Regions from separate parts of the Sus scrofa genome. Here regions 2 and 3 are each linked to region 1. Evidence: chromatin contacts called from public HiChIP or PLAC-seq data. All regions are on one chromosome and are shown on one strand. Each heading gives the region's core, a stretch centred on a gene start, on an enhancer-like site or on the middle of the called end of the contact. The rest is flanking DNA. Distances are from core to core; before and after follow the strand shown.

What was found. HiChIP or PLAC-seq counts read pairs in DNA pulled down with a chosen protein or histone mark.
Region 2: a contact with region 1 is called in an H3K27ac HiChIP or PLAC-seq map of skeletal muscle, with 12 times the contacts expected there. The contact joins two enhancer-like sites. A contact is called at or near these places in 2 of 2 datasets of contacts at active chromatin or transcription factors (alveolar macrophages and skeletal muscle).
Region 3: an H3K27ac HiChIP or PLAC-seq map of skeletal muscle shows a contact between it and region 1, with 10 times the contacts expected there. The contact joins the promoter of PLCL2 here to the enhancer-like site in region 1. A contact is called at or near these places in 2 of 5 promoter capture datasets (fetal liver and liver), 10 of 47 Hi-C or Micro-C datasets (alveolar macrophages, embryonic fibroblasts, fetal heart ventricle and 6 more) and 2 of 2 datasets of contacts at active chromatin or transcription factors (alveolar macrophages and skeletal muscle).

The regions. Positions count from the first base shown.
Region 1 is chr13:4,266,764-4,269,934 of Sscrofa11.1, forward strand. All of the region lies in intron 19 of TBC1D5 (TBC1 domain family member 5), which reads right to left. Among named protein-coding and RNA genes, the nearest start is that of PLCL2, 280 kb to the left of the region's middle. Within about 2 kb of position 1,423, at least 4 of the 83 cell types and tissues checked have an H3K27ac peak or open chromatin away from gene starts, as enhancers often do. A contact at or near this core is called in skeletal muscle, where this site is marked.
Region 2 is chr13:3,930,893-3,934,063 of Sscrofa11.1, forward strand. No RefSeq gene overlaps it. Among named protein-coding and RNA genes, the nearest start is that of PLCL2, 60 kb to the right of the region's middle. Within about 2 kb of position 1,474, at least 13 of the 83 cell types and tissues checked have an H3K27ac peak or open chromatin away from gene starts, as enhancers often do. A contact at or near this core is called in skeletal muscle, where this site is marked.
Region 3 is chr13:3,990,650-3,993,820 of Sscrofa11.1, forward strand. PLCL2 (inactive phospholipase C-like protein 2) reads left to right here and starts at 1,581. Exons shown (of 7, transcript XM_021069677.1): 1 at 1,581-1,679; 2 at 2,048-2,592. The coding sequence starts at 2,263.

The DNA of each region.
Region 1 (3,171 bases), core at 173-2,672:
AAGCAGCCAGAGAGTGGGTGGTGGGAGCTCAGATTTTAATTTTAGGAAACTAATTTAAGTCCTATGAATTCTCACCACATCAAATGACCACATCACTATCCATTTAAGTGCAATAACGGACCAAGCTAAAGAGCAGATACTAAAAGTAAACAGCAGCCTTTCACGGAATCCCCGAGCTTGAAAAGCCCTAAACTAAAGGTCAGCTGGTTCAATTATCAGAACAGAGCCAGAAACTGTACCTGTGAAACGAGGAACCATATATAGAAGTAAGATCACATCCTTCTTTTGCCGCAGTATGTTTTTCTAAGATGTTAAGAGAACACACCATTCTTCTCCTAATCACAATATATTATTTTCTGTAAATTTATTTAAAAGCACAGATATCATGGTGACATATCACATTTAGAACAGTATTTTAATACTAGTAGTATGACTATATTTTAAACTAAGGAAGACATGAATTTCAATTGATACTACTTCCTTTTTTAGTGTGAATTTGAGTGGAGGATTCTGTTTTTTTTTTTAATAATGTTTTAATTTTTTCCATTATAGCTGGTTTACAGTGTTCTGTCTCTTTTCTACTGTACAGCATGGTGACCCAGTTACATATACATGTACACAGTCTTTTTTCTCACATTATCGTGCTCCATCATAAGTGACCAGACGTAGTTCCCAGTGCTACCAGCAGGATCTCAGTGCTAATCCATTCCAAAGGCAATAGTCTGCATCTATTAACCCCAACGGAGGATTTTTAAAGTTAGTCTAGACTTCCATTTAATACAGAATTCCTCTCTATAACATATTTTATCTAAAAGATTACACAATAAAAGATGAACCTAGCTACTTTAAATATTTATATATTTCTAAATTTCACAGGAGGTGCTGAATATGGGTTATTTTTATTTTGCATTTCTTAAATAAACCTTTTCTAGATTTTGAACAAATGGTTACAATAAATATTATCTTTTTATTTTAAGCCACTGTCAATTACTGTGCAGAGATTTGCCATGCTGAACTTTAATTCTGTTAATTAATTCATAATACAAAGCCTATACTTAAAAACATATTTCAAAATTGAGTTATAATTCTTTTAGGTAAAATGTAATAAGTACCTCTGGCTAATACATACAACAATATGCATAGAAACAACATATAATATAATCAGAGCTAATTTGTCAAATACTGTCACAAAGCACTAATGCCATAAAAAGAACACCTCAGCGTGAGCTGCCAAATAAAATGTGGTTAAAATAACCATAAAATATAGAGTGATCATGTTTTTCAAGGAAAGGGGCTGGGACAAACTTAATTAAAAAAAAAACAAAAAACAAAAAACCCCAAAACCTCACATCTTAGCCATATTCAGCACCGCCACCACTGTATGACATGTGAGGGGACTTTTGTTCTAAACAACAGTGCCACCCAGTGGCTGAACAATGGAGTGAACTGATAAACAGCATGAATGGAGGGCAGGCAAAAAGGAAAATGGAGTTTCGGAGGCGGCAATGAGAACACTGCAGGCAAAGAAACAGACCACAGTGCCATGGTAACTGTACCTGGGAGGTCAGTTAGAGTCTGGACAGGAACAGAAACCTGAGCATCACTTCCTGTAACTACATCGCCTGGATTTCATAAGAAAAAATAATTAGATTTCATAAAAAGGAAAAAAAATCAGCTTTTCTTTCATATTTAATGTTGTAATTCTTTTACTTATCAACCTAATTATTAAAAGTACAGTGAAACAGAAAATACAATCTTAGAAAGATGAATATAAAGTATTTTTTAAAGAAAATAATTTTTTAAAAGTGTTTCCCAAAAAGTTTTTGTGCATGTTTTCCTTAGAGAAAAAAACAAGTTTCTACTAGTCTGAAGCATAGGAATCTTTAGCAATCAAAAGATTTTGCTGAGCAGATTTTGTTATGCTACAAATAACAGCATGATTTTATATGTTCTTATTTTTTTAAAAATGTCTTTATCCATAAGTAAGTTACATGCATTTAAGAAGTAAGCATGCTTCTCAAATTGACTTCCTCCTACAACAGACAAAATTTATTTTTAACTAAACTTGAAGTCAGTTTCATCTGTGATAAAATAAAGACCTAAACAAGTTCTAATTTCATATTAGGTAATGAAAAGATTTCATAAGTTACCACATGCGCTTATAAATGTCAACATGTAAAAATAAATCTGTGAACTGCATACCCTTTAAACTTGATATGCTTATTATAGGCGAGATTTCATTTACAAATTGGACCTATAGTAAATGCTTAAAATGTTCAAATTCAAAGAAACAGACAAAGGAAGGGAGGGATAGAGGAATGCATTTTAAGACTACGGGAAAGAAAGGAAAAGGAAACACCATGCAGCATTTCACAGGAGCACTGAGAAGGAAGATTTTTGGGGTTCTCTGGTTTCTCTCCTGGGTGACAAAGTTCAACATGAAGCACAGTCACTACCAACAGACTCATCCCCTGGAGAGATCACTATCTGAAGTCCTACGCTATTTTGAGTTGAACAAGCTAAAAAAAGAGCCTTCTTAAAGGGAACCATATTTTCTATGTATAATAATGTATCAGCAACAGATCTGCTTTCCCTGTAACTTTTACACAATAGTAAAAAAAAATCAATTTTTGAATTATACAACAACCCTGGTCCCATGACACACTTGCTGCAATTATGATTTACAGTACAGCCAGCTCATCTGGAAATTATTGGGTTATAATTAGACCATCCCTATCAATTAACAGTACATGCATTTATATTCTCCTATAACTGAAACAAAATCTATAAATAGGTACTTACTCCAAACAAGTGATAAACAACTTTTAGTGGCACTTCTCAGGTCCTGAATTTTCATAAAATAGTTGGCTCTCTATTCACTGGTAAATGATGTGCCTCATTATCTGTACATTTGAAGATTTTCAGTTCTATGCTTGCTACCCACACTACTCTGCTGCTTCTGGATCACCCATTAATGTATATTTAGAGACTGAAAACTAATTTTAATATGGGATGTCACCAGGAAAATAATGGAGGCTCATCAGTGCTCTTTCAGGACCCACCCCAACACATACACCAACGGCAGAAGGCATTGCAAGCACCAGATATATGAATTCCAGGGGTTCCATAGAACTCTTCCCCTATATAAGCACAGCTCATCAACAGTTAACA
Region 2 (3,171 bases), core at 224-2,723, 340 kb before region 1:
GATTCCTCATAAAACTAAATATAGAACTACCATATGATCCAGCAATCCCACTCCTGGGCATATATCTAGACAGAACTTTCATTCAAAAATATACATGCATCCCTATGTTCATTGCAGCACTATTCACAATAGCCAAGACATGGAAACAACCTAAATATCCATTGACAGATGAATGGATCAAGAAGATGTGGTACATATAAACAATGGAATACTACTCAGCCATAAAAACGAACAAAATAATGCCATTTACAGCAACATGGAATTCGAGATTCTCATACTGAGTGAAGGTAGTCAGAAAGAGAAAGACAAATACCGTATGATGTCACTTATATGTGGAATCTAAAATATGGCGCAAATGAACCTATCTAAAGAACAGACTTGTGGTTGCTGAGGGGAAGGGAGTGGGATATATTGGGAGTATAGGGTTAATAGATGCAAACTATTGCATTTGGAGTGGATAAGCAATGAGTTCCTGCTGTATAGCACAGGGAACTATATCCAATCACTTGTGATGGAACATGGTGGAAGATCATATGAGAGAAGGAATGTGTGTGTTTATGATATATATATATATATGTGTGTGTGTGTGTGTATGTTCTGTCAATTTCTGCTCTACAGCAAAGTAACCCAGTTATACAAATATATGTGTGCGTGGGTGTATATATATATATATATATTCATTGTATATGTACATATAAAGGAATAAATACAGCAGAAATTGACAGAACACTGTAAATCAACTATAATAAAAATTTTTTTAAAAAAGGTATCCTCCAAATTTGGATTGAGATTAGTTCAATTAATGAAAAATAATCAAGACAACTGATTAATTCTCTTTCAAAATCTGCCATGGAGGCACATATCCAAAAAATGGAGATCAATGCACCTAAAATTAGGGCAAGAGATACCACAGCAGGTGGTTTCCAGCCTCAAAAGCCACAGCAATCCCACAGGGGCATAAATAATGCAGTTTCTAATCAGCCCGTCAACACGGAAGTCAGAATCCCTGATCAAATGTTCTGTCTGTGCTTGGAATGACCAGGGGACCTCTAATCCATTTGTAGACTGAAAAAAATAACTTGGTTCCCAGAACTTATATGACTTGTTCCCAAAACCCTATAGATGGTGTGGTGAGGAACAAAATACAAGTAATTTTTTAAAGCCTTATGAATTCCTAGTGGCTTTCAGTCTTTCAACTACTCAGAGTATAAGTACTCACATGTGCGGAGTCCTCAGCTGTCCTTGACTTTGGAAGAGGGTCCTCTGTGCCTAGCCATTGGACTGGATGCTCTGGTCTCCACAGGCCTCCTCTCAGGTTGTCCCTCTGGGATCTGTGATGTCAGGCTCTGTCCCATTGGCCGGTCCTCAGCTTCATGGAGAGTTGCCAAGTGCGCAGTTGCTGGTTCTGTCCACACACTCCCCCACCCCAGTTGTCAGCAGTGAAGGACATCACCAGCTGTCCCCACTGAGAGGCGCCTGGGCCTGCCCAAGTGTGGCCTTCACCGTTAAAGCCTCGCCCTGTAACATCCTGGTGGTTTAACGAAAACCTCTCTGGAGCTTAAATTCAGCTCTTTTCTTTTCTCTCGTGCTTTATTCCACTTTATGGCTCTTTCCTTTCTTGCTGGGCTGTGTTTGCATTTCTTCAGAGTGTGTGGCTTGCATCTTGCCCAGCAGAAACATCAGTTTTGTTTCTAAAAATGTCATTTTCTGTTCCCCCACACCCCCATCTTTTCTCTTTGGAAAATAAGGACATTTAGCCACATAACACACCTAGAATCTCTTCCTAATGCTCTCTTTTGGAATCACCTGGTCCAGATCAGAGTCAAAAAAATCCTCATCTCTCAGTCTTTAGCTCTACTATGAAATTTGATAAATGAGTGAAGGTACATTAATGTGAAGAAGAATGATGAGCCTCTGCCAAGTTTTTTGCCTGTAAAAATTTTTTTTTTGGTATGAGAAAAGCATGACACTGAATTTTGGCTATGCTCTTCTATTTCTTAAACAAATTCTAACAGGTGGTACCTGTCAAACCAAGGGCACTTCAAACACTGATACATGATGCTCTCAAAATGATAACATATATATCTGGAAATGTTCTAGCCTTTATTTCATAAAGGCACTCATGGTTTCATGCTGTCGACATTGGAATGACCATATACTGGACCTTGTGTTTCTCGATTCTCAAATATTCTTGAAACTAGCTCAGTACATTAAGCTGGTTATGTCACTGTCAGATGAATTTCCTGAATTGCTGGTATCAAGTACTTTGCTCCCTTTTCCTGACACCCTGCTTCTATTTATAGCCAACAGATGATCAGAAACCAGGGTCAAGGGCAGCTGTTGTGTGGCCAAGCCCAGCTGTTGAATGCTGATTGGCAACTGGCAAGGTGTGGCGACAGCCATCTGGTCATGCCAGGACCTGATAGCACTGCCAGCATTTATTTAATTGAAGCAAAAGCAGTTAACTTCAGCTTATGTGCGGAAGCAAACCTAGTTAACTTTTTTTGAACGCTCCAGGTAGTAAAATTGGTTCCCAAGTTTAGACACAAGTTGAAAATTAAAAATAGCTCTGTCTGAAGTCATGGGGTCTACATGATACATTTTGCCTTTCTCTGCTGTTTAGGATTCAGAGACCAAAGGGTGTGCATATTTCAATTCTTTTCCAACAAATAGCATTGTGTACTTTTAACAGAACATAACAAGAAAACTGGCTTCTGTAGCTCAGAGGGATGACTATTTTCATAGCTCCCCAAGTCCTGGAAGAGAGAGCTGCATTACATCAATCATGGAATTAACATGGCATAATGGATTAGTACTTCTCAGAAATTAGGTCAGCTCTATAAGAAATCAAGCTATGGATAAGTTACACATATGTTTTATAAATAAATGCTAAAGCTCAAGTCATTTTTTTTTGTTTATTTTGTTTTGTTTTTCCTTTTTAGGGTCCCACCTGTAGCACATGGGAGTTCCTAGGCCAGGTGTCAAATCAGAGCTGCAGCTACTGGTCTATACCACAGCTACAGCAACGCCAGATCCGAAGAACTGGGTCTTTGACCTACACCGCAGCTCACGGCAACATTGGATCCTTAACCCACTGAATGGGGCCAGGGATTGAACTGCTGAGCCACAGGGGAAACTCCTCAAGTCATTGTTTTTAAATGGTGGATTATA
Region 3 (3,171 bases), core at 331-2,830, 280 kb before region 1:
TAGTACCAGTTGCTGGATATATTACTCTCACAGCATGTTACTAGTGATTGGTAAATGCAAGAAAAGGCACAAATATCTCCAGGTGTTTATTCAAAATATCAAAATTAGAGGACTTCAAGAAAAAAGGCCCAGCATTCTTCCTCTCCTCCCCTCAGCATACTCACCGACTCCTCTTATATAGATTCAATAAGGCAGATTAAGAACCTGATTTGAACTATTTGAATACATTTTCCTGCAAAAATATCACAAGACGAAAAAATAGAACCAAACTAAAAAAAAAAAAAAAAGGATGGGACTGTATAAAATATTAAAACATTGTTGTCCATCGATGTGAAAATATTTCTGTTAACGTGTAGGCCCAGGTTGGCGTCAGATGGGTTACAAAAACATGAATCCAGAAGATCAGAAGAATTAAAAACGCCCCCAAGAATAACACGAAGGTATTTGAAGTTGCTTCAGAGGCAAGGGCGGGTATGCATGTGTATGTAAAACTCCTTTCCTTGAGGGCTATTTGGCAGTTTGTTACAACATCATGCTAAAGAAAGCAAGGTCTTTAAGTTTACCCCCCAGCGGACTATTAGTTTCTCCTTCTTGCCCTGCGGGAAGCGCATTCCCGAAAAGAAGACACACTAGTTGGAGAAGAGCTGGGTGCTAGAGAAGGGCTGACGGCTGGAGCCGGGGAGCCTGGGACAGAGAGGTGGGTGGGGCCAGGCTTGGGTGCGGCCTCGGGTACCAAGCTGTGGAGTTTGGGCCCTGCCTGGCTCCAAGGATGGAGATCTAGGGGAAGTACTTGCACGGGGGAGCAACGTGATCAGGGTATTTAGGCGGGTCACTCTACCTAAAGCATTGGCGTAAAGGGGAAGGAGGGGGACCAGAGTGACGAAGGACGAGCTGTAGTGATCCAAGTAGGATCCTGCCTCCAAAGATGTGCCTGACCTAGGGCGGGTCGTCAGAGAGCCTGACCAGCTGCCGTCCCTGGCGGCGGGATCAGGAAGGGCACCGGGAGTGAGGGACGATGGTGATAAATCCCTGGAGGACGATTTAGAGGGCACAGAACAGGCTCGGCCCAGGTCCTCTGCTTCTCACCTCTCTTCCCCTCCCGCCCCTCCCCAGCATCCTTGCAACCAGTTGAATCAGTTGAAACATTCACATTTCAGGAGCTCAAAGGAACGGAATTGATTTCTGTATGTGAAGTGTCTGACCCAAGGGGTAAGCCCAGAGGGGAACGTCCAGAGGGTCTTCTCCCGAACTGGGCAGAAATGGAACGAGTCCCGCGTGAGGGGCGGAGTAGGGGGGCGCTCAGCGGCCGAGCTCCGAGCTCTAGACTTTCGTGCGGCCCCGCGGCCTGCGCGGTCGTTGCCCCTCGGGGCGCTGGCGGGTGATTGGCAGTTGCCGCAGCTCTAGGGGGACTGGGGGACCTCCGGGACCCGCGGCCCCTTCCCGTCGCGGTCCTCTGGGCGGTGAGGTTCCCGCGGCCCGATGAGCCGGTCGGGCGGGAGCAGCCGCGACGGCGGCCACCTCGGGCGGGAGTCCGGCGGCTCGCGGTGGGTCGGAGCGGCGGGGAGGGTCCCTGCGGCCTGTAGGGGGCAGCGCCGAGCCCGGGAGGAGACGGCCGCGGCGGGGTGGGCGAGTCTCCGCCGCCCTGCCCGCGGTGCGCTTCCCTGGAGCCGCCGGCCCAGGTGGGGTCCTGGGGAGACGTGGTGGGCCCGGCGCGCGACGGCCTTCGGGAAGTTGGGGTCCGGGGAGACCCCACCGTCGCCGCCGCGCGCCCGGGGCCGAGAGAGTCTGGGGAGGCTCCTCCGCGTGGCCGAGGCGCTTCTGGGAGCCTGCCGCTTCCCCGAACCCGAGGGGGCCGCCCCGGTGCCCGCGCGGTGGGTGCCCCGAGCCCCGGGGTGGGCGCCCGGTTCTCCGGGGTGGGGCCTCGCGCCCCGGCCGCGCGGGGTTTGTGGCGCCCGCGGCGGCGCGTGTGCCGGGCGTGTTTCCGTCCCGGGTGCCGGGCGCCGGGCCCCGCCGCCGTGCTGACTGTGTCTCTCTTCTCCCCCTGCAGGAATCTTCCGATAATCCTGCCGCCGCGACTCTAACCGTGCGCGAGGCGAGCTCGAAACCAACAGCACATCTAAATTTAAAAAAAAAAAAAAAAAGCGGAAGAAGCGGCCGAGGCGGCGGCGGGAGGAGGAGAGGAGGAGGGGCCGCGCGGCCCGAGGCGGCGGGGACGCGGGGACGCGGGGACGCGGCTTTGTGCTGGCGGGTCGCGGGGCGCCCATGGCGGAGTGCGGCCGGGGGGGCGCCGCCGGCGGGGCCCTGCCCACCTCCCCGAGCCCGGCCCTCGGGGCCAAGGGCGCCCTGAAAGCCGGGGCCGGGGAAGGTGGCGGCGGTGGCGGCGGGCTCCACGGCCACGGGCGGGCGCGCTATGACAGCGCCGGGGTTTCCAACGGAGACTGCAGCCTCGGCGTGTCCGGGGACGAAGCCCGAGCCAGCCCAGCCAGGGGCCCCCGAGGCGCCGCGCTCGCTCCAACCCCCGGCCCGGCCGCCTGCCCCCTCCCCCGGGAGAGCAAGCCGGGCGGCCTGCCCCGGAGGAGCAGCATCATCAAGGTAGGTGGGAGAGGGGCACCCTCCGCCCGCCCCGCGCCGTCCACGGGGGCTCTTCCTGAGGGGAGTGCTGGTGTCAGGAGAGGGTTGTACCAGGAGCCCCTGCTGACGGGAGCTAGGGATGCACTGGTGCTTGGGGTGGTTGAGCAGGGATTGGGTGCATATGGCATTTGGGAAGAATGGAGAGGTGGTCCCGAATGTGCAGGGGAGCTGTGCTCAGACATCTCCCGTGCAACTTAGGGCTGTCACCTCTCCCAGGATTGGCCTGAAATGATGGCCTGTACCTGCTGGGCAGGGCACGTTCTCCTGGGGTAACCTAGGCTGGTAACAGACTCCTTGTAAGGTTTCTATTGTATGTTAAAGACAGTGATTACGTGAAAACATTTTCTTAAAAATCCCAGGCAGCAAACAGATTATTTAATAGTTTTCTCCCCCCACTCTGCCTATGGCCGCTTCTTGGTAGCAGTTAGACTCAGAGGACACAAAAATCCCTGGTCACTCAACCACTCGGAGAAATGGAGTATGTTTTTGAACGCAGATGCAGATTTTGGCTTTCTTAGGGTCAAAAGCGCGGAGACATTA